Regions from separate parts of the Mus musculus genome. Here all the other regions are linked to region 7. Evidence: chromatin contacts called from public HiChIP or PLAC-seq and promoter capture Hi-C data. All regions are on one chromosome and are shown on one strand. Each heading gives the region's core, a stretch centred on a gene start, on an enhancer-like site or on the middle of the called end of the contact. The rest is flanking DNA. Distances are from core to core; before and after follow the strand shown. Region 1 overlaps Cdh13 (cadherin 13). Region 2 holds the start of Mlycd (malonyl-CoA decarboxylase). Region 3 holds the start of Wfdc1 (WAP four-disulfide core domain 1). Region 4 holds the start of Hsbp1 (heat shock factor binding protein 1). Region 5 holds the start of Kcng4 (potassium voltage-gated channel, subfamily G, member 4). Region 6 holds the start of Osgin1 (oxidative stress induced growth inhibitor 1). Region 7 holds the start of Hsd17b2 (hydroxysteroid (17-beta) dehydrogenase 2).

Region 1 (3,732 bases), core at 602-3,101, 1.6 Mb after region 7:
TGTCAATCCCCAACACCCATGTAAAAACAGCCAGGCATGGTGCTGTGTGCTTCTAATCCCAGCACAGCAATGGCGGTTAGCTTTGTCAGTTTGATATGATCTAGGATCACCTGGAAGGTCTCCATGAAAAATTTCCTAGATCAAGATGGCCCCAGGCATGTCTGTGGGGGCTCGTCTTGATTACTTTAGTTGAGATAGAAAGACCCACCTCTGGTAGGTGACACGAGTCCCTGGGTTTCGGTTCTGGACTCTGTAAGAGCAGAGGAGCTAGGACACACATCCGTTCTCTCTGCTCTTGACTACCAGCAACGTGCAGTGAAAAGCCGCACCAAAGTTCTGCTGCCTTGACTTTTCGCAGTGAAGGTCTGTGACCAGGAACTGTTCGATACAAAGTTGCTTTAGTCAGAGTGTTTTAACAAAGCAGCAGGAGACACAACTAAAACAGCTGGGGGGTGAGGGGGTGGAGCCAGACGAATCCCTGGGGCTCTCTGACCCACCAGTCCAGCCCGAGACCAAGGTTCTAGTGAGAGACAAGATAAATGGTTCCTGTCTTAGTCAGGGTTTCTATTCCTGCACAAACATCATGACCAAGAAGCAAGTTGGGGAGGAAAGGATTTATTCAGCTTACACTTCCACACTGCTGTTCATCACCAAAGGAAGTCAGGACTGGAACTCAAGCAGGTCAGGAAGCAGGAGCTGATGCAGAGGCCATGGAGGGATGTTGCTTACTGGCTTGCTTCCCCTGGCTTGCTCAGCTTACTTGCTTATAGAACCCAAGACCACCAGCCCAGAGATGGTACCACCCACAAGGGACCCTCCCGCCTTGATCACTAATTGAGAAAATGCCCCACAACTGGATCTCATGGAGGCATTTCCCCAACTGAAGCTCCTTTCTCTGTGATAACTCCAGCCTGTGTCAAGATGACACACAAAGCCAGCCAGTACAGCTCCTGAGGCGCGATGTCCAGGCACACATAAACTAAACAGCTTGGATATTTAAGTGCTGCACTCCTTGAGTGGAGTCACGGACTGATCTTCCTAACTGATCATTGTAGGGTCTTTGGGGTCTCAGCCAGACATGGAGATGCTGTCTGTGACCACCCTGGGAATGAACTGAGCATTTTCCTCAGGAAATAAGGGGCCTCCAAGCCCATCTACAAAGATGTTAGAAAAATGTCTCCTTTATCATCAGCACCATCAGGGACATGCCCTTGACTGGGTAGGTGGGGCTAAGCCAAGGACCATCTGCCTGACAGCGGGACACTCCCACACTCAAGGGAATAACCAGCCATAACGTGAAACAGAATATTTCCACTCATTTTTTTATAGCCAAGAAATTGACTGGGATGTGAAAATACTGTCAGCCACGCCCATGTGTACCAGCTCAGCCCACGGCATCTTAGCATCATCCCTCTGCCAGCCCTCCTTGGCACCTTTCCCAGCGTGGTAGGGTCATTCACTGCAGGCCATTCTTCCCTGTATCTCCAGCCTCCTCCGCTTCCTGTCAAAGCTATCGATATAAATGAATATCTCTATCAATATTAATATGATTGATTGTTGATGTGATAAGATCGATGTAATAATTAAGATTATCAATATGGCTTGATAATCTGAAGCCCTTGGAAACCCAGCAGGGCAGATGTGAAATGCTGTCTCTTCAGGTCTACAATGTGAGGTGAACTCTGACGAGCCAGGAAGCCTGACCAGTGCAGCCTCGCCCTCCACATTTTCCACACAATCCCGTTCGATTCCTTTGCTATAAAAAAATGAATGAAAACACTCAAGGTGGTTGATTATTCCCTTGAGTGTGGGAGTATCCCATTGTCAGGCAGATGTTCACCATGTGAAGTCATGTTAACTCATGATTCCCCGGGAGCCTACGCTGTGTGCCTCTAGAACATGTCCAGGCAGATGTGGGACCAGTGACGAGGGCAACTTACTACTTCCCAGCACTTCTCAGAGTTAGCTTCTGGGAGGATTTGTGTGATCCTGACATTCTGAAGTGTGTGTGTGTGTGTGTGTGTGTGTGTGTGTCTCAGTGTGTGTGTGTCTCAGTGTGTGTGTGTCCCAGTGTGTGTGTGTGTCTCAGTGTGTGTGTATCTCAGTGCGTGTGTGTCTCAGTGTGTGTGTGTCCCAGTGTGTGTGTGTGTGTCTCAGTGTGTGTGTCTGTGTCTCTGTGTCTGTGTCCCAGTGTGTGTGTCTCAGTGTGTGTCTGTGTTTCTGTGTCTGTGTGTGTGTCCCAGTGTGTGTGTGTGTGTGTCTGTGTGTTGGCATCCACGTAGCCCATCTGGCCTTGAATCTGCTATGCAGCTGAGGATGGCCTTGAACTTCTGACCCTACTGTCTCTACTTCCCGAGTGTTGGGATTACAGATGTGCACTCCACACCTGGTTTTGTTCTGTGTCTTTGAAACCAGCCCACCCAACTACCCCCAAGGACCCTGTTCATCTAAGGGGTCACTTGGGGTCTCATGAGCTAGGGATCCTGCCCCCATGTGCAAATCTGGTCTCTTGCATGCAGATGTTGACAGCAGGCTTGTCTGTAACAATCAAAAACTGAAAACTGCAAACGCCCATCCGCAGTGAACACACAGACACGGCATGCTATACCCACATGGTGGCATGTGATTCCGCCATCAGGGACCAATGCTGGGGTGGACTTCAACATGGATGGGCCTCAGAAACACGGCATTAAACAAAATAAGATTCAAAAAAGATCACATATTGGCTGAAGAGATGGTTCAGCAGTTAAGAATAAAGTCTGCTCTTAAGTTTCCAGCACCAACACGGCAGCCCACAACCCTCTTTAACTCCAGTTCAGGGGGGTCTCACGCCCTCTTCTGGCCTCCACAGATACTGCATGCATGTGATGCACAGACATACATGCAAGTAAAAGATAAAACCCCATGCATGTAAAATAATTTTTAAGATTGCATACTGCATATTTCATTTATATGAAATGTCTGGAATGAATCAACCATAGAAAGTAGGCTGGCGATTGCCCAGGGCCTGCAGTGGGTACTAGAGAGTTAGCGCAAAGGTCTCTTCTTGGGGACAATGAGGGTGCTCTAGAGTCAGAGCATGGCGCTGGTTACGAGACTGTGAATTTACTAAAAAATCAATTTGTTGTAAAAACAAAAAAGTGAAGGCTGAGAGAAAAGGGAGCAGTACAGAATTGAAAAGAAACTACCTTTAATTCCTGTGTAACTTCCTAATCTAACATTTCCTTTCTGGTTATTATAGCCCTCACGGTTATTGTAAAGAAAATTAGAAACAGAAGAAGGTATTATTTTAATGTTCATTACCTGGGGAGATAATCGCCACTTGGGTTTTAATATATTCCCTTCTGATCTTTCTGCAGCCATGTATACATTTTAAAATTAGGATCATGCCATGTTTTCAGTTTTGTGTATCATCAGCTAGGTATGACGCTTACGCACGTTCCTGGGCAATGGAACCTACCAGGAAAAAAAAAAGCCTGGTGTTTGGAAAGTGAGAAATATCCTGTCTGGCTAAAATTATGAATTTTTTTAAAATGGCATTTTTTTTAAAAGACCTGGTGCTGCATCTCAGTAGTGGTGCATGTACCTAGAACAAAGGAAGCCTTGGGTCCCATCCCCGTTACCAAAGAGAAAAAGACAGACGTGCTGGGCACAGTGACGCCCTCCTATAATCCCAGCTCCTGGGAGACAGGGGCAGCAGGATCTGTGGTCCAGGCTAGGCTTGGCTATATG
Region 2 (3,898 bases), core at 595-3,094, 1.7 Mb after region 7:
AGGGCAGGAGAGTTTTGGGGGTATTTTTGTTTTTCCGAGACAGGGTTTCTCTGTGTAGTCCCAGCTGTCCTGGAACCCACTCTGTAGACCAGGCTGGCCTGAACTCAGAAATCCACCTGCCTCTGCCTCCCAAGTGCTGGGATTAAAGGTGTGCGCCATCACACCCGGCTGGCAGGAGAGTTATAAGTCATGTGTTTGAGCTAGAAGAATAGACCTGGTGGCTTGCATTGTTCATGGTCCATAACCAGTGTCTGCTCTCGCATGATAGGCTGTTCCTGGATATCCTACCCACTATGGCAAACTCTTCCAAAAGGGCAGGTCCCAGCATCCACGGGCAGGCCTGAGGTGCTGTGGTACTAAAGACAGAGGCAGATGAAGAATGGAAGGGTACAGTTTATTGGAGAACTTACTCAAATGTATAGTCTTGGTAGACAGCAAAGCCAAACTGGATCCTACCACATGGGTCAGAAAGAGAGTCACAGACTCGAGTTAGGATAAAGTGACTTTCCCCCTAGCTGGAAGGCACGTGGTCCATCTTAAGTTCTTATCAAAGAGCCAGGTACAGGTTGGAGCCTGGATCCGGTTGTAAGGTCCCAGACGTCATTCTTGGGATTTGGTCTATCGATAGTTTGAAGAGAAACCATGCACCAAAAAATGAACTGTGGTTTCTCTAGGACAGTCACAACAGTCTGGATCCAAGATGACTGTCATCATATCAAGCTGAATCCATACAGAGCCTACTCTACCAGTCTGATTCCTTTTTGCAGTTATTTTAATGTGACTCCCTCCCTCAGATGGTAAACTGAAGGAGAATGAGCAGGGCTATTTCAAATGCAAGCCTAGGGTGGGCCTGGAACTCACCAAACAATTGAAAATCATTTCACTGAAAGAATGAATGAATGAATGAATGAATGAGGCCCAGCAAGGAAGCTGGTAGGGAAGAGATTCTTCCTATACCCATTTCCGGCATGACCAGACGGAAGCTCTAGGATGCAGCAGGAGGCATGGGCTGGGTCTCCAGCAGTTCTGTCTGGGTGGGATTCTTGACATGAGCCAGAGAGTACCTAGGGAGGGTCTGTTGGGAGAGACCCTGTTCTACTGTCCGCGGGTCGGGACAGGGTCAAAATGTCAAGTCAGAGAATTACTCTGAGAATTACATGCTTGGTGTGTACATGTGCATATACATTTCCTTGTACACACGTGTGGGGGTGCACGTATGTACATGTGTGGTTCTGGAAGCCAGAAGACACCTCGAGTGATGGCGCTACCCGCATACTTTTTGTTTGGTTGGTTTGGAGATAGGGTCTCTGGCTGACCTAGACTTACCTTGTTATCTGGACTGGCTGGCTCTTGTCCACCTCCCTGAGCTAGGACTACAAGCGTTTTCCCATGGGTTCTGGATATGAACTCAAGTTCTCAATCACTTTATCAAATGAGCCATCCCCATTCCTAGGAGACCTAGTCCAGCATGCAACCTTAAATTTCTCAGCTCCTCACCTACGCTAGATCCGAACCCTAGCACAGGAGGCTGCGTGCATAGCACGGTCCCGGGAAGAGCTGAGATGTCAAGCTCTCAGATCAAGAGAAGCGCGTGCGTAGTGGGGAAAGGGACTGAGGCGGTGACTCTCAGAACAGGTGTAAGGATGCAAGCCAAGAGGGCGAGTCAGGTGCCCCGGGGCTACCGGGTTCCGGGGACCTTTGGCTGCACTTGGCCTCCGGCCTGAGAAAGCCACCTCGCCCCTCCCCCGCCGTTCTACCCCCCGATTGGCCAATGTCTCCGTCCGCCGTCCGGCCTCGGCCAATGGGGCCGGCGAGAAACCGGAAGCCGGAGCCGGAAGCGAGGCAGAGGCCCGCTCTCCAGTGGCGTCTCCCGCTAGCAGCTGTCGCGGAGCTGTCATGCGAGGCCTCGGGCCAGGCTTGAGGGCTCGGCGCCTGCTCCCACTGCGGTCCCCGCCGCGGCCTCCGGGGCCCCGGGGACGTCGGCTGTGCGGCGGGCTCGCGGCCAGCGCCATGGACGAGCTGCTGCGGCGAGCCGTGCCCCCGACGCCGGCCTACGAGCTGCGCGAGAAGACGCCGGCGCCCGCCGAGGGCCAGTGCGCCGACTTCGTGAGCTTCTACGGCGGCCTGGCCGAGGCGTCCCAGCGCGCCGAGCTGCTCGGCCGCCTGGCTCAGGGCTTCGGCGTGGACCACGGCCAGGTGGCCGAGCAGAGCGCCGGGGTGCTGCAGCTGCGCCAGCAGGCGCGCGAGGCGGCCGTGCTGCTGCAGGCGGAGGACCGGTTGCGCTACGCGCTCGTGCCGCGGTATCGCGGCCTCTTCCATCACATCAGCAAGCTGGACGGCGGCGTGCGCTTCTTGGTGCAGCTGCGGGCCGATCTGCTGGAGGCGCAGGCCCTCAAGCTGGTGGAGGGGCCGCACGTCCGGGTAAGGCCCCGCCCGGGCCACCGCGACCCCGGGGCCGCCGCCCCCCGCCACCGCCCCGGGGCCCTGCCCACTTCCCACTCCCCACTCCCCAGACCCTTACCCATGCCCCTGCAGCCACCTCGCCGGCCTCAGATACCACGGTGCTTACTGCGTGGTTCGTAGCACTATCCTCGGGGGTCACTGTCGGGTGTGACACCCATTGCGCTTACTCCAAAATAGCTCTAGTTTTAACTGCGCTGTTCTTGAACAAGGATGGAACACGGCTTTGGGCAAAGTTTGGGCACCTCCCACGAACGTCCATCACCCTAACAGGTTACACGAAATGCACAAACATGGCCAAAAGTCAAGGTCACCACCGCCTGGGTCTCTAAAGCCTCCAGTCCTCTTTCTGCAATCTGACTTTGGACAAGAGATTTGATTCCAAACCCCCAGCCCCAGACGCAGTGATCCTAAGTTGACTTTTTAGTACCTGTGCTAGTCAGCAGCTTACCCAGCGATATCATGTAGCGTACAGATAACGGAGGTGTATATAGCTGAGACCCAAAGGATTGTCTAGCATAGCTGCCAGCCATTAATATTCAATAAAGAGGAGCATTGACCCTGAGTTCATACACAATGATATCACCATTTCAGAAGTCCCCAGTGTTCAAAGCCTCATCTGCTTTTTTCCTGACCTGCTTGAAACAGGCATGGCCATTTTTACTTCCATTCTGTCCTTTCGGTTGACACCTATCTCCTTTAGAGTGAAGGACATGACACGCTGAGGTGATGAGCTGTCCAAGACTTCAGATATACATCCCCTGATCCAGGCTCCTTTGCACTGCTATGTGCAGGTTTACAGACTTCTCATTTTGATTGCTTAACCCTTGGTGTAGTTAAGGGATTAATATGAGTCAGGGTCTCTCACTGAGACTTGAGACTCACCAGTTAGATTAGGTAAACTGCTCAGTAAGCCCCAGAAATATTCCTGTCCCATCTTCCCAATGCCAGCAAACAAAGTGTGTCACTAAATATAGTGGCCTTTCTTTTAAAGATTATATATACCAGTGTTCTGCTTGCCTGTATACAGATGCATGCAGTGCCTACCTAGGCCAGAAAAGTGTATCATATCCTCTGGAACTGGAATTACAGCCGGTTGAAAGCTGCCCTGTGGATGCTGGGACCCAAACCCAGTTCCTCTGCAAGACCAGTCAGTGCTCTTACTTTGAACAGTATCTCTGGCAACCTCCCACCCCACCCCCACCACTTTTAAATCACTAGTACCAGGGATCAAATTCAGGAAAGCTCCTAATTGACTGAGTTATTTCTTCAGCCCTGCACAGTCTCTTTTACAAGACAGACCATGTTTACAGCAGTTTTAGGATCACAGCAAACTGAAGTATAAGGTACAGACTACGCCCTACCCACAAGTCTCCTCTGCCTTATACAGGCACAGGCTCCCCATTATCAGCACAGCACACCCAGCAGGTGTCACTGT
Region 3 (4,153 bases), core at 943-3,442, 2.0 Mb after region 7:
CTCCTCAGTGTGGTAAATGCTCATGTGTTAAGCAGCTTATGGTGACCCGTGTCAGCTTCCTCACCACGCCAGGGTTCAACTCCAGATGTTGCCGGTGGGTAGAGAGGGATCCCAAAGCTTTGCTTTGCTCCTCTTTAATTTCCAAATGCTGGGTGGATACACACAGACAGCTTGTCATTAGAAACTACTGAGTGCATTCTGTCTCTTAGAGTTCCAAACTAGGGGCCTGATGTGGAGGATGGAGCCACATGGGCGGCTTCCCAGTGAGATAGGCAAGTATCAGGGGTTCATCAGATGTCACAGAGCAATGACTGAATGTCCTAGTAGCCGTGTGACCAAACAAGGAAATGCGGGGAGAGGATGTCAGATACCCTCATGGTTCCGTTTGATCCAGGAGCAGTTTTCAATGCATGCACGGTCAGATGTCAAGGACACACCCCTGCTTTCTACCAATTTTGAGAGTTCTTTGGGGTCACTGTGGGAGTTGAAGTGATTGGCTTGGTTGGTGAAACACTTCCCACGCAGGCAGAGACCTGAGCCTGATTCCCCAGGACACACACAAAAAGGCAGGTGTGGGAGTGTGTGTCTGTAACCCCAGCTCTGAGGAGACCAAGACAGAAGGGTCCCTCATGTTCACTGGCCGGCCAGCCCAGCCATCTTAGAGAAGTCTCAGCCAGTGAGAAAGTATCTGAGGAAACCAAAGAGAATGGTCGGTGCCTGAGGAATGTGAGGGAGGTTGACCTCTGACCTCCACCAACGCATGTGTGTGTTCTGTACATGATGTCTGCTTTACACGTAAACAGTCCTCACTCAGAGCTGCTACATGGCGCATGTTTAGTGATCCTATGACTACGTGTTAGATGCCACAAGTACCAAAATGTAGGACGGGGACCCCAGATGATCCTACATCAGGCACAACATGGTCAACTGTATTCACCTACTGCGCATGAGCACAGTCTTATGAATCTGTGACTCCAGGGATGGAGCATGGCGGGGGGGGGGGTGCTACAAGAACAAGAACAATCCACCAGGTAGAGCAGACTGTCTAGTTCAGAAGAGGAGGGGTGGGAGGCAGGGGTGGGGCTCAGCGCTCCAATCAGTACAGATGCACCCAATGGTGGCCACCACATGAGAGCCTCTATCAGGAGCCATACTGGGAAAGCAGTCCCGGCAGAAATCCAAGGCCGTGCTAGGGCCCTGCCAGGCAGAAGAGCCTTCCTGGTGGGGAACTAGGAGACCTGGTGCAGTGAAGGCAGAGGGAGGTCAGAAGGGCTTCACAGACCATCAGCCCAGCTCAGGCAGAAGCCAGGCCACCCACGGAGAGACCCAGGAACTGGGCCAAGAGCCTGCTGTCCAAGAATGTAATGTAGGCACATGTGGAGACGAGCATGGGGGCTGGGAACTGCTGTCAGAGCCCCAGGACCCGGGTGCTCCTGGTGGTGGGTGGGAAGACAGACCTACCTTCCTGGGTGCCCATTCTGCCCGTGCCACCCAGCCTCACAGGGTGTGCCTCGGAGCCCCCTCGGCAAATACCACTGGGGCTGCAGGGAAAGCCAATCCCACCTTCTCCAGTGGAGCCGTTCATACCATCCTCTGGGCCTGAGCTAGCTGCTCCACCTCACACTGTTGTCTGATGTGAGAGCAAGCGTGAAACCTCTTTCCATCTCTGTGTCCCCCTTTAAGAAAAATGGGGATCCACACAGCAGCCACCTCTGCATGCTGTTGGGGACAACCTGTTGGGGACAGGCAAGGTGCTTGGTTCCCGCAGCAACCCTCAGTGCAGAGGATGCTTTCCTGTGCAATGCCACTCTCCCCCAGAGTCACATCAAAGCAGGGACTCAGAGACAAGGGAGGGGTCTGCTTCCCCACACCAGGGCCACAGGCTCCTGCGGCCCCCTGTCCCCTCCCTATAGCACCCCCAAACCCAGTTCCTGGGGCAGACAGTCACAGGCAGCGCTGAGAGCAGCACAGCCCATCCTAACTGGAGGCCGAGGAGGCCGCCACAGCAGCTCAATAGTTACAGGGGAGTGGCAGGTCCCTCCCGGCCACGTCTTGGCTGGTGCCCCTTCCTCCCTCTGCCCGGCATCTGAGCTGCCCAGCTTACAGTCACTCTAGTCACTGGAGCCACAGGGTGGACTAAAAATAACCTGGAGAACCAACCACTACCCAGGGCACAGGTGCTGGCTGAGGGCACAAGATCCCAGGGACCCTGTGTGGAGGACCAAGGCTGCAGCAGGCAAAGTTCTGTTGCTCTCTCAGGCCCCACCCAGGCTATGGTCCCTCCTCCCTCTTAACCCCTCTTGCCTCCTCTCCCCGGCCTGCGGAGGAGGTCACTCGTGCAGAAGGAAACCCTGCCACCAGCCTCGGGATGGGTAACTGCGGCAGAAAAGTCCTTCGGGCTCTGAGTTTCCTGTTGCTACTGGGCTCCAGTTCTGCCCAGGGCACTTGGGAGGCAATGCTGCCGGCCAGGCTGGCCGAGAAGTCCCGAGTAAGTGCCAGGAGGGGTGGAGGGGCCTCTGTGATGGGAGGTGGCCCAGGGGACAGAAGTCCCTAGATGCTGTCTATGGTTTCTTATCGTGGTGGGAATCTCCTGTATTGGAGCTGTAGCGGGTGGTGGGCAGACAAGGCTCTGCCTTCCTGAGAGCCCATTGCTGCCAGCAGGGAGGCAAGAAACAGGTCCACCCCCCATGTGGAGATCTTGCCTTTGAAGCTTAAGGGAAAGCATCTCTGCTTCTTCCTGGAAAGCAGAGTCTAATGAAAGGGTCTGAGGGCACAGACGTGAGCATTTGGTCCCCTCCAGTGTCTGAAGCCTGGCCACAGTGCCTCATTCGGGCAAGAGACACTTAGTGGGAAGCAGGCTGGGCAAAAATCTATATGACCCCCTGCAGGTACAGGATGAGGAGACCCGCTCTCCCCCTCGAGGGTGAGTCAGGCTGCCTGGGGACAAATGACATCGATACCTAGGAAGGTTCTGAGCAGAATGTCAACGGGGGGAGGGGGGGCAGGCACAGTGGGACCCTATGGCTGAGTCCTAAGTTGGGCTTGTCTTTGGCTGTGTGACTTCAAGCAAGTTGTCTGACCTCTCTGGACACCAACAATGTGCTCTGTGGAAGACAGAGTGATGCATTCCTCTCAGTAAATATGTGGGGGGGGGGGGAGTTGATGTGGTGTGTGACACGCATGTGTATGTGTTTACAGATGTGTGCAGTGCTTATGTGGGCACATACTCGTGTGTGCTTGGGCCTGTGGAGGCTGGCAATTGGTATCAGCCATCTACCTTGTTCATTTGATTTCCTTTACTGACAGACGGTCTCCCACTGAACTCAGAGTTCCCTAGGGCTAGTCTACCTGGACAGCTTGGCCCGGGCATCCCACCTCCCTCCCGAGCCCGTGGGCCACAAGTGGCTGCCACTTCTGCCAGCTTTTACATCCATTCTGGGTATTGGAACTTGAGCCTCAGACCTACTCAGAGGGCATATTATCCACTGGGGGACATCTCCCCCATCCCTGGTGTTGGTGTTTTGATGACACTGTCCTGGATGGGAGACTTGTCTGCCGGTTCCCCTCCTGGGGTGTCTACACAGCAGTGTGGACAGCAGAGAGTGAATGAGAGGAAGGAAGCCAGGGTGTGTTAGCTTTTGAGCAGTGGGGAGACAGATAATGAGGGAAGCGTTGGGGTGGGTGTAAGGTGGGCACCCTCCGGGGGTGGGGGGGTCTCCAGTCAGGGAGGCAGCATGCCTGCAGGGACACTGTACACTTGTGCAGACACAGAAAGCACTCAGCACTCAGAGTAGCCAGTGTGTCTCACAGGCTTCTAGTCCAATGCCAGCCCATGCCTCCTGGGAGGAATTCTGGTTCCCCGGGGCTGCTGTAGACCCTGGCAGGTTCCTGCCATCGGAGTCAGCACCAGGAGCACTCTCATGAATGCAGGAACACAAATGTGATGAGCAGCATGTTCAGCCCTGCCCTGGAGCTGCAGGGAGAGCCTTCTAAGGTTGGAGACATTTGGCCTGGGGCTTTGAAGGGTGAATATGAGTTTGCCAGATCAGGAAGCAGGGAGGTGGGAAACCAATGTGAACTGAGGCTGATCTGGGTTCAAGATGAACACCCTGGCTGGATGCTCTAGGGAAGAGACAGGGAGCCACGGGAGGAG
Region 4 (4,127 bases), core at 543-3,042, 1.6 Mb after region 7:
TGCACACACGTGCGTGCACACACACACAATCGCTTTGCTTGTCTACCATGGGAAGGGAGTCCTCCGTGTGAATTGAGGTTGGGGGAGAGGGAGAGGGGGCTGGGGAGGATGTGGTCAGATGACAACTGGGGAAGACAGCTGAACCACACATCTATCTCCCTGGCCAGGCCTGACCCACCTTAGTTACCAATGCTAATAAGACTTAGTCTTCCTTCAGCTAAACAAACTGCAGTTACCCCACCCTCACCCCAAAACACAGTCCTGAGACCAAGCTTGTGTGTCAGTTGCAGACAAATAGTCAGGGGCCATTCTGTGGGACTGGAAGTTGGGGTCCTCACTCAACAGAAAGCAGAATTTTGAAAACTTTCCCAGATGCTGCTGAAGAAGAACACACGGTAAGTAAATAACTTAGGGAAGGTCACAGACCTGGTCCCTTTTGAAGCTGGGCCTCAGCCTGGGTCTGGTGGACGCTGGAGTTCCCTGTTTCTCTCCTTTACTAAACTGTCTCCTGGCCTGTAGCCATCCATGTGCCTGTACAATTCACTGTAACGTAGGAACATGGAGAACTCTGGCCGGTGTTGGCTCTGCAGAGGGGATCAGCCACTCCTCCTGCCCTGTCTAGAGTCTTCCTTAAGCTGCCCAACTCCCTATAACAGCCCCAAGGTAGGGTGGAACAATCGGACCTTATATCCTAACGCCGCGTACCTTCACTGGTTTGCTAGACTCAGAGACACCCCCACTCCAGTCCATAAATGTAAAGAATTGGATCTGTCTTAGTTAGGACATCTATTGCTGTGAAGAGACACCATACCCACAACAACTCTCATAAAAGAAAATATTTAACTGGGGCTGGCTTACAGTTCAGAGGACTAGTCCACTATCATCATGACAGGAAGCATGGCATGTGCAGGCAGACATGGTGCTGGAAGAGGAGCTGAGAGTTCTACATCTGGATCCACACACAGCAGGACACTGGCCAGGCTTGAACTTCTGAAACCCCAAAGTCCGCCTCCTAGTGACACACCTCCTCCAACAAGGTCACACCTACTCCAACAAGGCCAAACCTCCTAATAGGGCCAGTCCCTATGGGCCTATGGGGCCATTTGTATTCAAATGACCACGATATTCTATCCCAGCCTCCTCCACTGCCTGCACTGTGTTTTGTCTGTGTGAGGTTGTTGGGTCTCCTAGATTTGGAGTTGTGAGCTACCCTGTGGGTGCTGGGAATAGAACCCGGGTCCTCTGGAAGAGCAGTGAGTGCTCTTAACCGCTGAGCCATCTCTCCAGCCCCCTAATGTTTTTTAGTAGTAACAGAACACTTTCTTATTTTGTGTGTATGTTTATGTGTGTATGCATGCATGTCACAGCAGTGCACACACAATTTGTGGGAATCGAGTTTCTGCTTCCAACATGTGGATCACAGAGATTGAACTCACAGTGTCAGACTTTGAAGCAAGCTCGTCACCGGCTTCGCCTTGCAAGGCCTGAGTGCCTAACTACATCCATGGAAGAAGCCAACGCTAATCCCCACAATTTTGGTCCATTTCCGGCGTTTTCTCCTCCTCTTCCTCTCGGTTCAGCCTTCAGGGTGGAACTGGGCGGAAGATGAAGGCGGAGCTAAGAACTGGGGGGCGTAGCTTATCCGCAGGCAGGACAATCTGAAGCCTCCTAGGACCTTCCGGTGCGTGGCAGAAACTACAACACCCACAATGCCTCGCGGTCCCGTGACCGTGTAGTCGCGAGAACTGTCGGCTTGTGGGCGTCTGCGCCGAGAAACCGAAGTGTAGGTGACGGTTCCGAGACATCGCCGCCAAGCTGGGCACCGGGGAGATGGCCGAGACGGACCCCAAGACCATGCAGGACATCACCTTGGTGGTAAGCGGCAGCCTCATATGGGCCTGGACACCCCGGGGCCGCTCTCGGCCCTGGCGTGGGGTGTGGCCAGCGGCCTCGGCCCGCGCACCTGCGGGGCTCGCCCTCCGGTCGGCCCCGACCCGGACCCTCCGGACCTGACCCGCAGGGACACCGATCCGAGCTGGCAGGCCCTTGCTGAAGGCCTCACACTCCAGCCGGGAACCACCACCACCCCACCCCCCCTTCATGCCTGCGTCCTCGGCTCCCCAACGCCGGTCCCAGGAAGGGGGTCTCGGCATAGGTTGGGATCGGCTGACTTGTCCTGGTTTCTCTTAGGTGGAGACGCTCTTGCAGCAGATGCAAGACAAGTTTCAGATCATGTCAGACCAGATCATCGGAAGGAATATCCTTTTGATTTGGAGGCAGTTTCTTAACTGTGGGGGTGAGCGGGGTGGTTTACAAACAGATTTCAGTTAGTCATTTAGAAATTGCCTTTTTTTTTACAAAGGGTTTATTATTTTTAATTATATGTATAAGGGGGTACTGGGAGTGACTGAGACCAGAGGCGTTGGATCCCCTGGAGCTGGAGTAACAGGCGGTTGTGAACTGCCCAGTACACTCGTGCCCTCTGCAGGAGCCTCGCGTGCTCTTAACGGCCGAGCCTTTTCCCCGTCCCCACTTAGAAGTGTCTTTCCTGATCTTGGCTATATTGTGTTCCCGTGGAGGACTGTGCCAAGAGCCAGAGACACAGCGAGACCTACCCCAAGCCCTTGTTGGTGCCCCTCCAGAACACCAGTAAAGGGGTTTGCATGGTAACCGTTGTCTGGGAGTACTTCTAGAGTTGGAGGTGTAGGGAAGAAAACTCACCCCAGTCCCCCCGAACCCCGACCGCCAGGCTGTCACTGTAGCCAGATGAAACTGGGGAAGCAGCTGTTTAAACCAGTGGGCGGGGGCCTGGGGGGGAGAGGCCGAGGTGAGGTGATGCTGCCGTGCGGGCTCTTTAACTGTGCCACTAGATGACATGAGCAGTCGGATTGACGACCTGGAGAAGAATATCGCTGACCTCATGACCCAGGCTGGAGTAGAAGAACTGGACCCTGAAAACAAGATTCCTACTGCCCAGAAGAGTTGAAGGTGAGGGGGGGGGGTTACCTCAGCGTAAAACGCCCGTCAGTGCGACGGGGTGGGGGGGTGTCGTTGATCGGTTATCAGGAGACCTCTCTCCTCCCCACCGGTGAACTCCCAAGTTTTTGAAATACCACCCGAAGTGAGATCTGACGCCCTCTTCTGGTGAGTCTGTAGACAGCTACAGTGTACTTATCTATAATAATAAATCTTCAGGCCGACCTGAGCGAGCACAGGTCCTAAATTCAATTCCCAACAACCACGTGAAGGCTCACAACCATCTGTACAGCTACAGCGTACTCATATACGTAAAATAAATAAATCTTTAAAAAGAAAAGAAATGTTCCATGCCAAACTAGTTCCTTGGGTAGATTTCACATTTCCGAGTTGTATTACTTCAAACTTACTGTATCAGTGCCAGGCATGTGCCAATCTTTTTCCTCATAGCACGATGTCAGCTATGAAATTCCCACCTAATCCCAGCACTTGGGAGGCAGAGGCAGGCAGATTTCAGAGTTCGAGGCCAGCCTGGTCTACAAAGTGAGCTCCAGGACAGCCAGGGCTACACAGAGAAACCCAATCTCGAAAAACCAAAAAAAAAAAAAAAAAAAAAAAAAAAATGAGATTGATTTTTCCTTCCTTCCTTCCTTTCTTTCTTTCTTTCTTTATTTCTTTCTTTCATTCATGTACGCTGTCACTCTCTTCAGACACACCAGAAGAGGGCATCAGATCCCATTACAGATGGTTGTGAGCCACCGTGTGGTTTCTGGGATTTGAACTCAGGACCTCTGGAAGAGCAGTCAGTGCTCTTAACCTCTGAGCCAGCTCACCAGCCCTGAAATTGACTTTTGTTAAAAGACTTATTTACATATGAGTGTTTTACCTGCATATGTTCCTCATGCCATGGGAGGCCAGAAGAAGGCATCGGTTCTCCTGGAACTGGAGTTACAGGCAGCACTTGCCACCACATGGGTGCTGGGAACCAAACCTAGGTCCTCTCCAAGAGCAAAAGTGCTCTCAATTGATGAGCCTTGTCCGTCCCATGACGGTTTCATTTTAAGTACGTTAACAGTTTGTGTTGGGCCTCACTCGAACCCTAGGCCCTGCATGGACATACGTGGGACTCGGACACATGTCTATCCGGTAAG
Region 5 (4,035 bases), core at 273-2,772, 1.9 Mb after region 7:
ACTGTTGAGCACAGGCCTGTTCGGGAAACACCATCATAACGGTCACTTCTAGAAGCTCTAAGGCACCCAGTTCCTTTAAGGGGCCCAGGCCAACCATCCCATAAGGCAGACAGGCACGGTTCACCTTCGCAGATGAGGGGACTGACTGACACCTAGTGTCCCCTACTGTCAAACGCTTAGGAGGTAGGGATCATGACAGCTTTGCAAGGCACCTGACTCTCAGGAGCTCCCCAAGAAAGCTTCACCCTGATCTTCTGTCACCCTTGCTGTGTGACCTTGAAGTAGTCACTCCCCACTCTGAGCTGTATACTCTTTTATTTGCATCGTGAAGAGGTTTCTAATGCTGTCTGTATTGCAAACCCATTTAGGGGCTTCGCTTAGGACAAGCAGGTTTTATTTTAGCTTGCTCACATAATTTTAAAAGTATTTATGACCTGTCTCATCATCCGTGTGGTGTGACCATTTCTTATGCTACCTGTTCCAGCCAGAGCTGTCTCCAGGCACCTATAACCTTACATTGAGAGAGGCATTCCAATCAGGAGCCAATGGAAACGAAAGTGCCTTTCTACTCCAGAGCCGGCCGGGATTCTGCGGACAGCCAGCGAGGAGTGAGTGGGGGTGGCTGTGTTTCACACTCGCCCTGCAGAGCACTCCGCTATTCTGCATGCATTACTTGGTTCACAGCACACAGCCAGCGGCAGGAGGAGCGCAGCCTGCAGAGACAGGAAATCCAGGGTGTTCTTGCCAACCTTTCTCAATTTCCAGTGTAAAAACCAAGACCCAGAGTGCTGAAAGGGACTCATCCAAGGTCACTCAGCAAATCCAAACTCAACCCAGGACACAGCTTCCTGGCTAGGGGTTCTCTCCAGCGCTGGAATCTTGTCCCCCTCTCCTTCCACTGAACAGATCTGATTTTGTGGTCTTTGTTCCCCCTCCAACAGCTGGCCAGCAAAACTCCCTTAGAGCCCGGGGAAGTAATTCATTCCAAATATCCCTTCTGCCAAGCTGTTCCACTCAGCCAGCTCTAGAACATCCCCCCCCAGAACGAGCAACTTCCTCCCAAGTTCAACTCACCGCTTGTTTTAGGAAGTGTGTTCCCAGCTGGTTCTCTGCCGGGCATGGGGAGCCCATGTCTCACTGACCAGGAAAAGACAGGGTTGTGACAGAGAGGTAGGGGGAAATGAGAAGAACCCCCGCCCCCCAAAAAACAAAACAAAACACAAATCAAAACCAGCTCTCAACATAGCAGTCCTGGCAGAGGGTCAGCATCCAATTCTTCTCCCACTTCCTCTACAGAGCAGAAGTTTATTCAGTCTGACTCCGCAGAAGAGCAGAGGCGCAAGGTGGCTCTCTAGAAGGGCTCTGAAGTCCTCCCTCCTCCTGGAAGCCGAAGGTCCGGATGCTGCAGGGAGCTGGGCCAGCTGTCCTGCCTCAGCATTGGACTTGGTGCTCCAAGTCCCACGGGGACAGCCAGCATGGTCCTGCCTGAGATGGGGGTGGGGGTGCTGCCAGGAAGGGCTTAGGATTAATCTCTCCATCAGCCAGGCAGCAGGCGGGGAGCAGAGGCTCTGCCAGCCACCAGGAAGGCAAGGAGAATGTCTGTCCTTCTCCTCTCTGAGGAGGAGCCGAGCTCAGGAGGAGCTGGAGCAGCTGGGGACCTGGCGATTGCAACCTCATGGTCCACTCAGTAAGGGCTGTGGGGAGGCTTGCAGGCTGGGACAGACCGACCCAGTCTCAGAGCCTAGGGTAGGTATTGGGGAGATGGCATAAGGGGCTGAGATTGGGGCCAGATCCCAGTGTCCAAGTGAATGTCCTTAGGCAGGTGGCTTTGTGCCGTTGTACTCAGTCTCCTTATCTGTAAAATGTCTATGAGTGGCAGCAGGCTTTCAGGATATGAAATCCAAGCCTTGAGCTTCTCCTGGGAGCTTGGCCCTGGGTGTAGGTGTAGGTGTAGGTGGGGAGAGGGAGATGCTGCAAGCCAGCTTCTTGCTGTGTGTGCTTGGTGAGTCACTCCACCTCTCTGGGCCTCAGTTTTCTCACTGGTCAGATGAGGACAGTGGGAACCATAAAGGCTGAAATTGCAAAAGCCTGTTAATGTAGGGCTGCCTATCCCTAGGTCCTTCATTTCCTTAAAAGGTTTTTGCAGCCAAGTGACCTTCACAACTCCATTCGGCCTCTGAGATCCCTAGAGGCTTGTTCAAGGTCATCGTCCTAATTGGCAGCTGGAGCTAGGTTAGGGCTGTCACTGATGGGGGGGGGGGGCGTCCAGGAGCAAGGGGATCAGAGCCTGGCTGTCCTCAGCTCTCTGGAAGGAGTAACAGAGAGTACCTGTGGCCTCGAAGAGGGGCGGAGGAGTGCAGGCAAGAAGGAGAGGCTGGCAGGGGGCAGGGGTTCTCAAAGGGTATTATGGGAACCCCAGGGTTCCACAGAAATTCCAAGAACTGGAGACAGGGCCTGTTTTCTCTGCCTTCCCACAGCCCCTCCCTGCTGCCTGTACCACAGTCACTGCTGCTGAGGCCCAAGGCAGAGAGAGGTCTGGCATCTTTGTGAGGGGTGCCGAGGCTCTGCCCTTTCTCTGACTCTCCCATTCTCTTAGCTCCAATAAGCCAGGCTCCAGAACTCTCTCCCTCCGGACAGGGCTCTCTGTTCTCTATCTCCTTTAGTTCTGTCTCAGTCAGAGTTTCTATTGCCGTGATGAAGCACGGTGATCCAAAGCAACTTGGGAAGGAAAGGGTTTATTTAGCTTCCGTAGCCAAGTCACTACCCACTGAAGGAAGCCAAGGCGAGAACCTGGAGGCAGGAACCAGGGCCGAGGCCTTGGATGAGTGCTGTTTATTGCTTCATTCCTCGTGACTTGCTCAGCCTGGGACTTTCCTGTGGAACCCAGGATACATCCCAGTTTGTATCTCTGTCCACAGTGGGCTGGGCCCTCCCCCATCAATGATGGATCAAGAAAATTCCCTACAGGGTTGCTTATGGCTTAACCTTACAGAGTCATTTTTCTCAAATGAAGTTCCCTCCTCTCAGAGGACTCTAACTTGTATCAAGTCGACATGAAACGGCCAGCATGAATCTCTTAGGTTAGCCACCCTCTCCAGTGTCTGCCACCTTTCCCAGTACATACAAAGTCCCAATGCCCATCTAGAATCCCCCATGAGAGCTCAGTGAAGCCCTTGTTGCACGGGCATGCCAATCTAAATCTGAGCCCTTAAAACCCTTACAAGCCTGGTAAAACCTGCCCATTATCCCTGTGCTAGTGAGGCAGAGACAGGAGGATTCCTTGTCTTGCTGGCCAGCCAGCCTGGCTTACCTGGGGGAGTTCCAGGCCATTGCGAAGGCTCTGGTGACATGGCCGAGAAGGCTCTGGTGACATGGCCCAGCAAATCCCTTCAGGGTTAGACTTACGTTCTGCCTTGGCTATGCAGCCAGGCCTGCTGTGCTGTGGTGGTGTGACCTCAGGCAGGTTTTCTTGTCTCTCTGTGCATCAGACTCTCTGCCCACCTGTTCTGATGGGTTCTGGGTGAACTTGTGGCTTTCCAACATGGAGAGAGAAAGGCTTCCCCAAGGCAGGATTCTTGGTCAAACCCTGGCTGAGCAATAGCTCTTGAGCCTTGCCTCGAGTACTCCTGTAACTTGACTGAGTTACAGGAGTACTCGGGGTTGGGGGGGGGGGGTGTGCCCTGTGGGATTTCCCTGGGATTCTGATGGGCAGCTGGGATCACGGTATACAAAGTGCCTCTCCCAGGCCACAGTGGGCAGGTGGACTGAGGATTCCAGAGTAGCCCAGTTGGGATCTGTATCAGGCAGTGTCACCTGACAGTGTTAACCTGGGTGGCTCTGGGCTTTAGCAGGTTGTGGAACACAGACTACCAGGTGGCACCTGGCCTCACCAAGGGGTGAATTAGCAGTTCAGGGGGTGCCCATAACAGGGTGGCAGGAAATTTTGGCCCAATGTCAGTCTCCAGGAGTCTGCTCATGGTAGGAGGTGATGGTTTTGGTAGGGTGGGTGGGTGTGGGGGGTACCACATGGCAGGG
Region 6 (3,825 bases), core at 1,144-3,643, 1.7 Mb after region 7:
GTAAACACGGAAGGAGGAGAAAGTCCACCAATGCCTGCCAGCCAGCTTCACCTACAGGGCCATGGCCGGGACCAGCCGGGAGAAAGGCCAGTCCCTCCTTCCTGGCTTTCCAGGCCTGGTCCCTGGCCTCCTCCAGTTTCCCCCTGAACAGCTGAGCCTCCAAAGCAGAAGTCGCTGGCCCTGGGTTCATGCTCTCTCTGGCTCAGTTTACATATCCAAAAGCATGGGTAGGTTGCCACCAAGCACTGTGGGATGTGAAAGCATACATGGGTGACAATGGGGACAGGGTGCAGCCAGACCCGCCTATGCCCTGCAACCACGCTCCAGCGCTCAGGATCTCCCCTCCTGAGTTCAGAGCCCCACTCCAGGCCTGATGTGTGGGAAGGACACTTTAAGACCATAGATGTCCACAGAGGGTCTCACCCCAGGTCTCAAAAACACACCCGCAGAGAGCAGCAGCCTGTAGCAGGGATCTCTGAAGTTTCTGTTACCGAGCCCGGGCTTAAACGAAGCCTCTAAGGGTACCTCAGCACTAAAGGGAGTGTCTCAGCAGAAGAGCTAAACCCAAGGCAGCTCCCATTCAGGCTAGGGAAAGCTGCCCAGCCTAGTGGAAAAGGGACATGCAGAATGCATGGTCCTTGTTTTAAAAGAAATGACCAAGAATGTTAAGGAGACACCAGAGCATTAAACCAAGATTCTGACCACAAAGCCCTAAGCAAAAATTGCAGCCCAGGATCCCCCAGGGGAGCAGTAGCTTCTAGGACCAGATCCTTGAGCCGTGCCTGACCTTTCCCTTAAACCCAGGTCAGCAGCCAGCCTTGCCCACTCTGCCTCCTAACTACTCACCCCAGGATGGCGTCCCTCTTCACCCACCCCTGCAGGATGTGCCCCTCCGCCAGTTTATGGTGCACTAGGTACTCCCCGGGGAACAGACTCTCCCATTGAGACTGCTGGCACAGACTAGGGCTCAGGGGTTCCGTGTGTTTAGCAGTCCTGGGGACTGAAGCCAGGGCTTTGAGCATGTTGGGCAAGTGTTCTCCACTGAGCCATCTCCCAGCCCCGAGCCCAGGGTTTGAACATATCAGTGCACAATGGTACTTGGCCTTCAACCTAGGGTCTCATGCAATGCTAGGCACAGGTTCTACTGATCTATTCCCCAAAACCTATATGCGGTATTTTGAATAATCATTCTTTTAATCCAAGAAAAACAAAATATCATTTTTTAAATCAAAATGCTGTGCTAGCAGCCAAGACTCTTGCAGCCGAAGGATGTTCCACGAGGTGGGCCCAAGGACCCCGTCTTTCTTTACAACTCTGAAGTTTTCTTTTTCTGGAATTTGTATTCTTTACTTAATTTTTTTTCTTTAGAAAATTGTACCAAAGTGTCACTTTGTTTAATGAGTTCCTTTTTTTTTTTTAAAGAATTGTTTATGTAATATATATGAGTGTTCTGTCTTCAGACATACCAGAAGAGGGCATCAAATCCCATTACAGATGGTTGTGAGCCACCATGTGGTTGCTGAGAATTGAACTCAGAATCTCTGGAAGAGCAGCCAGTGCTCTTAATCGCTGAGTAGTCTCTTGGGTACTTAGAGTGAGAGCCTGACACTCCCCCCCCACCGCCCCTCCCCAGTTCTGGTCCTGGTGGTAGAGTGACAGCTGATCAGGACAGGAACAATGGCCACCAAGGTGAGTGCACCGACCTAAACCACTGCCCAACTTCCTTCTCTTGAGCCAAGGCTCCATATGGAAAAGCGCTATTCCAGACCCAGTGTGCAGTAAGGGATGTCTCCCTAGGACCCAGCTTCCGTTCACGGACCACAAGAACCGGCCAGCAGACTGGCGTGACCCCCTACAGGAAGAGAAGTCTATAAGGACCAGGGAGGACGGACACACACTCACATGCGCATGCACGCACACATGAGGGAGTCCAACTCAACCCCACTTTTCAGATGGGGAAACTGAGGTTTGTTCAGAGTCTCCAACCAGGAAGTCGCTGAGTGGGAGTTGTCGGGGTTGACCAGTGACTGAGGGTTTTTTCTGCACACACCCGTGTCCCCTCTCCCCACACGCTGGGGTGGGAAGTGAGTGGAAGATCAGAGCTTTCTGGAGTTCAGAAGCCAGCTGGCCAGCTATTTCTCAGAAGCCTACCACTCACTGGTAAGGAAGAGACCTAGTGGTCTCTTTCAAGATTCCCTAGTTCCTCCTTCAAACTGAACCCGGGAAGGGAGGAACTGGCCAGCAGGGGCCCTTTAAGACTGGCCAGGGCCAAGTTCATTCACCCAGGGGCCCCTGCTGACTCACGCTTATGAAAGTGATTTTCCTGGTCCCGCCCCTGCCTCCGCCTCCTCCCTGCCCCGCTGTGAAATACCCCTGCTAGCCTTGGGCCTCGCACAGCCTCTGGGATCCCCAGGGCTAATGGGCATCCTGTTCTTGCAGCAGGGCACCGTGACAAAGTCTCTCACCGTGTGACCAAGTTCCTCTGAGTGTCCAGACAACCCAGGCTCACCAGCTCCCTCCAGCTATCTACCATCCATCAGGTGAGTGGTCCGGGCAAGGCTGTGGGTGGGAAACAATAGCTATGGGGCAAGGGTGGGCAGACGGGGGTCAGGAAAGCCGGGGTGTACACTGACTGGTCCTGAGGAGGACTCTGGGAGTCCTCCCTGCACCTCCAGCGATGGCCATGGTTAAGTGTCTGGGACACTCTCCCCCAGCGGCCCCTGGCTTAGCAGCCTAATCCTAACTCGTGAAATAGCTGTTCCGGCAGGAAGGAGCATGGGTAGCCTTGCTCCTTCGAGGCACCAATGGCCACTGTGTCTCCAGCCTGGCGAGGTGCTCCAGTGGGTCCTAGGTACCAGGCTCAGACAAGCACAGCCGAGGGTTCCTGGGTACTCGGTTTACGGAAGGTGCGGTGGAGAAAGTGGTGGACCGTGGAGGTTGGGCCATCAGGCACCCTTGGGCCCAGGTGGAGCAGGCACTTGGAACGAGGGTTCACTGTGACTAAGGCCAGGTAACACTTGGCTGACTGCACACTTCCTCCTGCCCCAGGGCTTTGTGTCACTAGCAGCTGTCACTGCTACCTGTTGCTTTATTTGGGAATGGAGGGGAAAGGATCCCAAACGAGGCTGTCTAGGACCTAGACGAGATGTCCCCTCCCCTTCCATTTTCCCCAACCTCAGTTTCATTCATGAAGTGGGGATAAGAAACCCCCAGCTCTTGGGGGTGGTGGTGGCATTTTTAGAGACAAATGGTATATGGTTCCCAGCCCTCCCTGGCATGACGATTTCATAACCTTAGAAATGTCTGCAGTGTTACACCAGGGCAACTATCGCCACTTCTGAGAAACTCATTTTTTATGTGCTCATACCTGTGGGGTCAGAGGTCGATGGCTAGCGTCTTCCTCAGTCACTGTCCACACCTTCTTTTTCATTCTATTATCACTATCATTATTATTATTATTGCTAGAGAGAGCACAAGAACACGTGTAGAAATCAGACAGCCACCCCTCCCCCCCCCCCCCGCCAGGAGTCAGGGGTCAGGGGTCAGCTTTCTCCTTCCATCTTTATGTGAGTGCTGCCTGCCCATAAGTCACTGCCCTTGTACAACAAGTTACCTGCAGGGCCACTTCCCTCCAGGCTTCCCTCTCCTGGACTGAACCTGGAGCCTGTCATTCAGCTCTCTGGCGGGTGATCTCCAGGGGCCCTCCTGTGTTTGTCTCTCCAGACCTAGGATTACAGACATCTGCTTTTGACAGGAGTGTGGAGAATCTGAACTCAGTTCCTCACGGTTAGGCAAGCACTTTACCCACGGAGCCATCTCCCTGGC
Region 7 (4,112 bases), core at 1,013-3,512:
GCTGGAGGCTGATTTCCCTGACTCCCCACCCAAGGCCCCACTGGTCTTCCGACAGACTGTGCCACCACTGGGTTAGGTCCTGAGCAAACCCTGCTTCCCTCTATGTCTTGAGTGCCAGACTCCTCCCACCACCTCTGTCCCTCTGTGCACCTTTGCTCTCTAGAATAAGACTGTAGTCTGAGGGGCCCTGTGTTCTACCAGACCTCCTGCTCAGCGTCCTCGTTCATTTAAACATGCAACCCTGTAGCCTTTCTGAGGTGTGGGACGCCTGACTCGCCAGCAAGTAAGACGCCACAACTGGATCCTCCTGCAACACGTTTATTGGGAGGGCATTGACTGTGTAGGCAAAAGACCTCGAGCCCCAGAACTGGCACTGCTTATATAGGCCTAGGAGAGGCGTGTCTACACCTGATTGGTTATGCTTTCAGTACCTCATTTACATGCCTCGTGCCAGGCAGTGACTCAGCAAAAACTCTATGGCACATGCGCACATTGGTTGTTTACCCATATTCATGGGTGTCGGCTTATTGAAACCAGCATCATTTTGTAATGGCGTTTGCGGCTTCCCACACTGAGGCCCCATCTAGGGTTCCAGGTGGGGCAGAGTGTATTGACAGGTAAAGAGACAGCATCCCCCAGCCAAGATTACCTCATCCTTAACAACTGTGGGAACTGAACTGGGTTTAAAATGAGCCATCTGAACACAAAGTGAGAGCTCCTCTCTCTCCAGTTTTCTCAGTTTCTAGCCTTTATTAGAATCCTGCTTTGTCCTAGGCAGACACCAGTAAGCACCACACCCATCAAATCCCGTGGGAGCTCCCCTTGGGTGTCAGTATAGGAACTGGTGGTCCGAGTGTGTGTGTGTGTGTGTGTGTGTGTGTGTGTGTACGTGTGTGTGTGTGTGTGTGTGTGTTTGTGTGTACGTGTGCTCATGTGTAAGTGTGTGTTCGCGCTCATGGTATATAATACCCAGATACCTATATATAGAGACTGAACTATCTCTCCAGTTTTTACAGAAGGGCTCTTGAGCTGGTGAGTCACAGGTGTGTGGATTCAGATTCCTTGCTCTTGGATAAAGTACAGCCTCTCCCAGCCTGAATTTTCTAGTTTACAAGCTGACTCTAACAAAGGATTGTGTAAGATGCAAGCTGGGCAAAAGGAGGAACTAGCACAGGAGGGGTTGCTTTTCTGTGTTTGACCGAAAGCAGACAGTGGGTGGTTCAAAGGGCAATGCCGGGGATTGACACCCTGCTGCGTTCCGGCTCCTAATCTCTCTAGTCTCCTATTGATTGCCTCTCTCGTTATTGCCACACGAATAGAAATGTTGTAAGGACATCCTATTCGGAGACCGAGTCCTACTACCAAGAACAGAGCCTCCAACAGGGTAGACTGAGTCAGAATTGAGCAGAGCACTGGTTCTGACAGCTTCTCTCAGTCTGATTGTCATTGCTATGGTCTCTCTCTGGCACAACTGCCCTCTGGGAAGACACAGGCACCTTCCATCTGCCTCTAAGGTGAGCCTTTTTTTGGCTCATTGAGCCCTTAACCTGTCTCAGTTGGCAGTAGTCCTCCAGATACAGGCCAGATCGGGGATGCTCTCTTCTTAGAATCCACTTTCCAAGCTTCACTGATTACCTGGATAACACACACACACACACACACACACACACACACACACTCACAGCCACACATACAGATACACTCGGAGTTAGCAAAAGAACTCAACCAACACAGAGAGGGCACATCCAAAGGAGATTGTCTTCTTGTGATTCCAAGTCTGTCAATCATTATCTGAGTAAACATCTGTCAGGTGGGAGGGTGCGTGTGCGCGTGCGTGTATGTGTGTATGTGTAAGTGTGTGTATGTCTGTATGTGTGTGTATGTCCGTGTGTGTATTATGTCTGTGTGTTACGATGTGTGTGTGTCTATTTGTGTGTATGTGCCTATTTGTGTGTATGTGCATGTGTGTATGTCTATATGTCTGTGTAGGTGTGTGTATATTTGTGTGTGTGTGTATGTGTGTGTGTACGTGTGTGTGTGTGTGTGTGTGTTTGTGTGTGTACGTGTGCTCATGTGTAAGTGTTGAGTGCCTTAGGGGAATGAGCAGGTATTTATATCACAGTGCACAGTTTAAATTACATCCTGGGAGTAGTCTCCCCTATCACTACCTTTAACATGCTTGTTCAAAGGGTGCGGGGGCTGTCGTTCCCCCCTCCCGCTTGCCTCTCCCTTCATATAAGCCTGGGCTGCCTCCAGCCAGCTTCTGCACTCACAGTATTCACTGGCCCAGAGCAAGTGAAGGCCAGTGGAGAATGAGCCCGTTTGCCTCTGAGTCAGCATGGCTCTGCTTGGCTGCCGCTGCAGTGCTGGGGGGCACGCTTCTCTGCGGATGCCGGAGTGGCAGGCAGCTGCGGAGCCAGGCGGTGTGTCTCGCTGGCCTCTGGGGAGGTGCCTGCCTGCTCAGTCTGTCCCTCCTCTGCACCTTGTTCCTCTTATCCGTGGCCTGCTTCCTTCTTCTGTATATGAGTTCATCTGACCAAGACTTGTTACCTGTGGATCAAAAGGCCGTGCTGGTGACAGGTAAGTGGCCAGCATTCCTGTGATTGTCCTGCGGAGAAGAGTCTGATACTCTCTGTCCTCAGTGGGGGGACACTGTCAGTTTTGGCTTGAGTGGGAAGTGCTTAGAGTGAATGACAGGCAGCACATACCCGAGTGGTTCTCACTGCCTTTTTGCGTGTCCTTTGGTTTGGATGGGCTTTGGAAGGAGCCAGTGGTAAGACAAAACGTGACAATTGCTCAGGGCCACAGATCTATACAATGAGTGTGTTAATTTCCTAGGAATAAATATAAATAAGTAAAACAGCATCATTTCACGTGTGTTCTTGTACCAGGAAATACCTGACAGACTTCTTCAGGCTTGGTTGCTATTCTGTTCTGAGGTGACTATTTATCTAGGTCCTAGGCCTGGTCACCCCTCTATGTATGGAAGGAAGGTGGCCAGTCAGCTTTGGCACAATACTGTGTGTCTAGGGACGCCACTGTACTTTGAGCCTTTGCAATTTGCCAGGCTGCTGTCCCGAACCACGAACCACCCTGTTGTCCTGTTTGAACCTTTTCTCTATATGTCATTAGTGTATTAGTGCTTCTTAATTAGATCAAACTGGCAGTGCGTGCACACGGAGCTAGCTGCTCATTAGCTGAGCTGCCAGCCTCTCACTTCTTCTGCAGGCTCTTCTGCAGTAAGCGCGAGGCGGCCAAATTAGATTCCTTGGAGTTGTAAAACGGGTTTGTTTGGTGAAAGCTGCAACTAGAATTCCCTCAAGTGATCCTAACCCAGAAAGGCCTGGAAAGAAGAGGAAAGGCCATCGGCAGAGTCACCTTGTGAGGAGGGTGTCACCCCTGCATAAGGAAGTCATCACCTGTGGCTGGGGCCCCTGGCTGTGGTCAGCAGGGGACTCGTGGACTGATGAATCAATTTTTTTTTTTTTTTTTTTACTTTAAATCCAGTAACAAAGATTCTTCTTGTGAGCACGGTTTGGTTCTGGCTGGGGTGTGGAAGGGCAGGACATCAGCTTCTCTGAGTTTAAGATACAACAGTGAAGTCGAGTAGTTATTGTATTTCCCAGTTGTACGAAAGAAGACAGAACCATTAAGTACACGTCTGTCTCTGTCTGTCTCTGTTTGTCTCTGTCTGTCTGTGTCTGTCTTTATCTTTCTCTCTCTGAGGATCAGAGGTCAATCCTGGGTGTGTGCCTCAGCCACTCCCCATTTTATCCTTTTGGTGGTATTTCTCCCCCACTCTGGAGCTCCTTGAGTGGCTAGCCTGGCTTACAAGCAAGCCCCAGCGATCCTCTTGGTTTTGGCTCTTCAGTGAGGAGCTGCCAGCATTTCCCACAGTGCCCAGCTTTTTCCGTGGGTGCCAGGGATCTGAACGTGGGCTCTCATGCTTACACAAGTCCCTCCCTCCCTGAAGCTATCCCCAGCCTCAGAAACTCTGGAAATAAATGAGGTATGGCATCCTGCCCATCACAGAATCGACAGGAAATGTAGACAATCCAGAGATCAATTCAAGGTTTAACACTTTTTCAGTTGACCTCTGAGAAGGAGCGATT

Evidence for each region. Promoter capture Hi-C pulls out the DNA fragments that hold promoters and counts their contacts. HiChIP or PLAC-seq counts read pairs in DNA pulled down with a chosen protein or histone mark.
Region 1: a contact with region 7 is called in a promoter capture Hi-C map of hippocampal neurons, with 10 times the contacts expected there. The contact joins the enhancer-like site here to the promoter of Hsd17b2 in region 7. A contact is called at or near these places in 7 of 39 promoter capture datasets (the 3T3-L1 cell line, the C10 cell line, cranial neural crest and 3 more) and 2 of 484 Hi-C or Micro-C datasets (cerebellum and cortical neurons).
Region 2: a contact with region 7 is called in an H3K4me3 HiChIP or PLAC-seq map of embryonic forebrain, with 13 times the contacts expected there. The contact joins the promoter of Mlycd here to the promoter of Hsd17b2 in region 7. A contact is called at or near these places in 5 of 39 promoter capture datasets (the 3T3-L1 cell line, embryonic stem cells, hippocampal neurons and 1 more), 1 of 484 Hi-C or Micro-C datasets (cerebral cortex) and 2 of 115 datasets of contacts at active chromatin or transcription factors (astrocytes and embryonic forebrain).
Region 3: a contact with region 7 is called in a promoter capture Hi-C map of the SN4741 cell line, with 7 times the contacts expected there. The contact joins the promoter of Wfdc1 here to the promoter of Hsd17b2 in region 7. A contact is called at or near these places in 3 of 39 promoter capture datasets (the SN4741 cell line, cranial neural crest and hippocampal neurons).
Region 4: a contact with region 7 is called in an H3K4me3 HiChIP or PLAC-seq map of forebrain, with 15 times the contacts expected there. The contact joins the promoter of Hsbp1 here to the promoter of Hsd17b2 in region 7. A contact is called at or near these places in 2 of 39 promoter capture datasets (embryonic stem cells and hippocampal neurons), 6 of 115 datasets of contacts at active chromatin or transcription factors (astrocytes, embryonic midbrain, embryonic stem cells and 3 more) and 1 of 9 other capture datasets (embryonic stem cells).
Region 5: a contact with region 7 is called in a promoter capture Hi-C map of stem cell-derived epiblast-like cells, with 8 times the contacts expected there. The contact joins the promoter of Kcng4 here to the promoter of Hsd17b2 in region 7. A contact is called at or near these places in 4 of 39 promoter capture datasets (embryonic stem cells, hippocampal neurons, pre-B cells and 1 more).
Region 6: a promoter capture Hi-C map of liver shows a contact between it and region 7, with 8 times the contacts expected there. The contact joins the promoter of Osgin1 here to the promoter of Hsd17b2 in region 7. A contact is called at or near these places in 6 of 39 promoter capture datasets (embryonic stem cells, frontonasal cranial neural crest, hippocampal neurons and 2 more).

What each region holds. Positions count from the first base shown.
Region 1 is chr8:119,303,015-119,306,746 of GRCm38.p6, forward strand. The region is part of intron 11 of Cdh13 (cadherin 13); the gene reads left to right. Among named protein-coding and RNA genes, the nearest start is that of Hsbp1, 40 kb to the right of the region's middle. Within about 2 kb of position 1,852, at least 15 of the 459 cell types and tissues checked have an H3K27ac peak or open chromatin away from gene starts, as enhancers often do. A contact at or near this core is called in hippocampal neurons, where this site is marked.
Region 2 is chr8:119,393,050-119,396,947 of GRCm38.p6, forward strand. It overlaps Mlycd (malonyl-CoA decarboxylase), which reads left to right and starts at 1,845. Exons shown (of 5, transcript NM_019966.3): 1 at 1,845-2,421. The coding sequence starts at 1,897.
Region 3 is chr8:119,664,173-119,668,325 of GRCm38.p6, forward strand. It overlaps Wfdc1 (WAP four-disulfide core domain 1), which reads left to right and starts at 2,193. Exons shown (of 7, transcript NM_023395.2): 1 at 2,193-2,488. The coding sequence starts at 2,369. Gm32352 (a long non-coding RNA gene) reads right to left here. Exons shown (of 4, transcript XR_388091.3): 2 at 1-148.
Region 4 is chr8:119,342,746-119,346,872 of GRCm38.p6, forward strand. It overlaps Hsbp1 (heat shock factor binding protein 1), which reads left to right and starts at 1,793. Exons shown (of 4, transcript NM_024219.1): 1 at 1,793-1,875; 2 at 2,191-2,257; 3 at 2,868-2,988. The coding sequence starts at 1,831. The coding sequence ends at 2,986.
Region 5 is chr8:119,634,158-119,638,192 of GRCm38.p6, forward strand. It overlaps Kcng4 (potassium voltage-gated channel, subfamily G, member 4), which reads right to left and starts at 1,523. Exons shown (of 3, transcript NM_025734.2): 1 at 1,075-1,523. Gm46054 (a long non-coding RNA gene) reads left to right here and starts at 1,471. Exons shown (of 4, transcript XR_001778667.2): 1 at 1,471-1,746.
Region 6 is chr8:119,434,754-119,438,578 of GRCm38.p6, forward strand. It overlaps Osgin1 (oxidative stress induced growth inhibitor 1), which reads left to right and starts at 2,394. Exons shown (of 6, transcript NM_027950.2): 1 at 2,394-2,540.
Region 7 is chr8:117,699,684-117,703,795 of GRCm38.p6, forward strand. It overlaps Hsd17b2 (hydroxysteroid (17-beta) dehydrogenase 2), which reads left to right and starts at 2,263. Exons shown (of 5, transcript NM_008290.2): 1 at 2,263-2,580. The coding sequence starts at 2,313.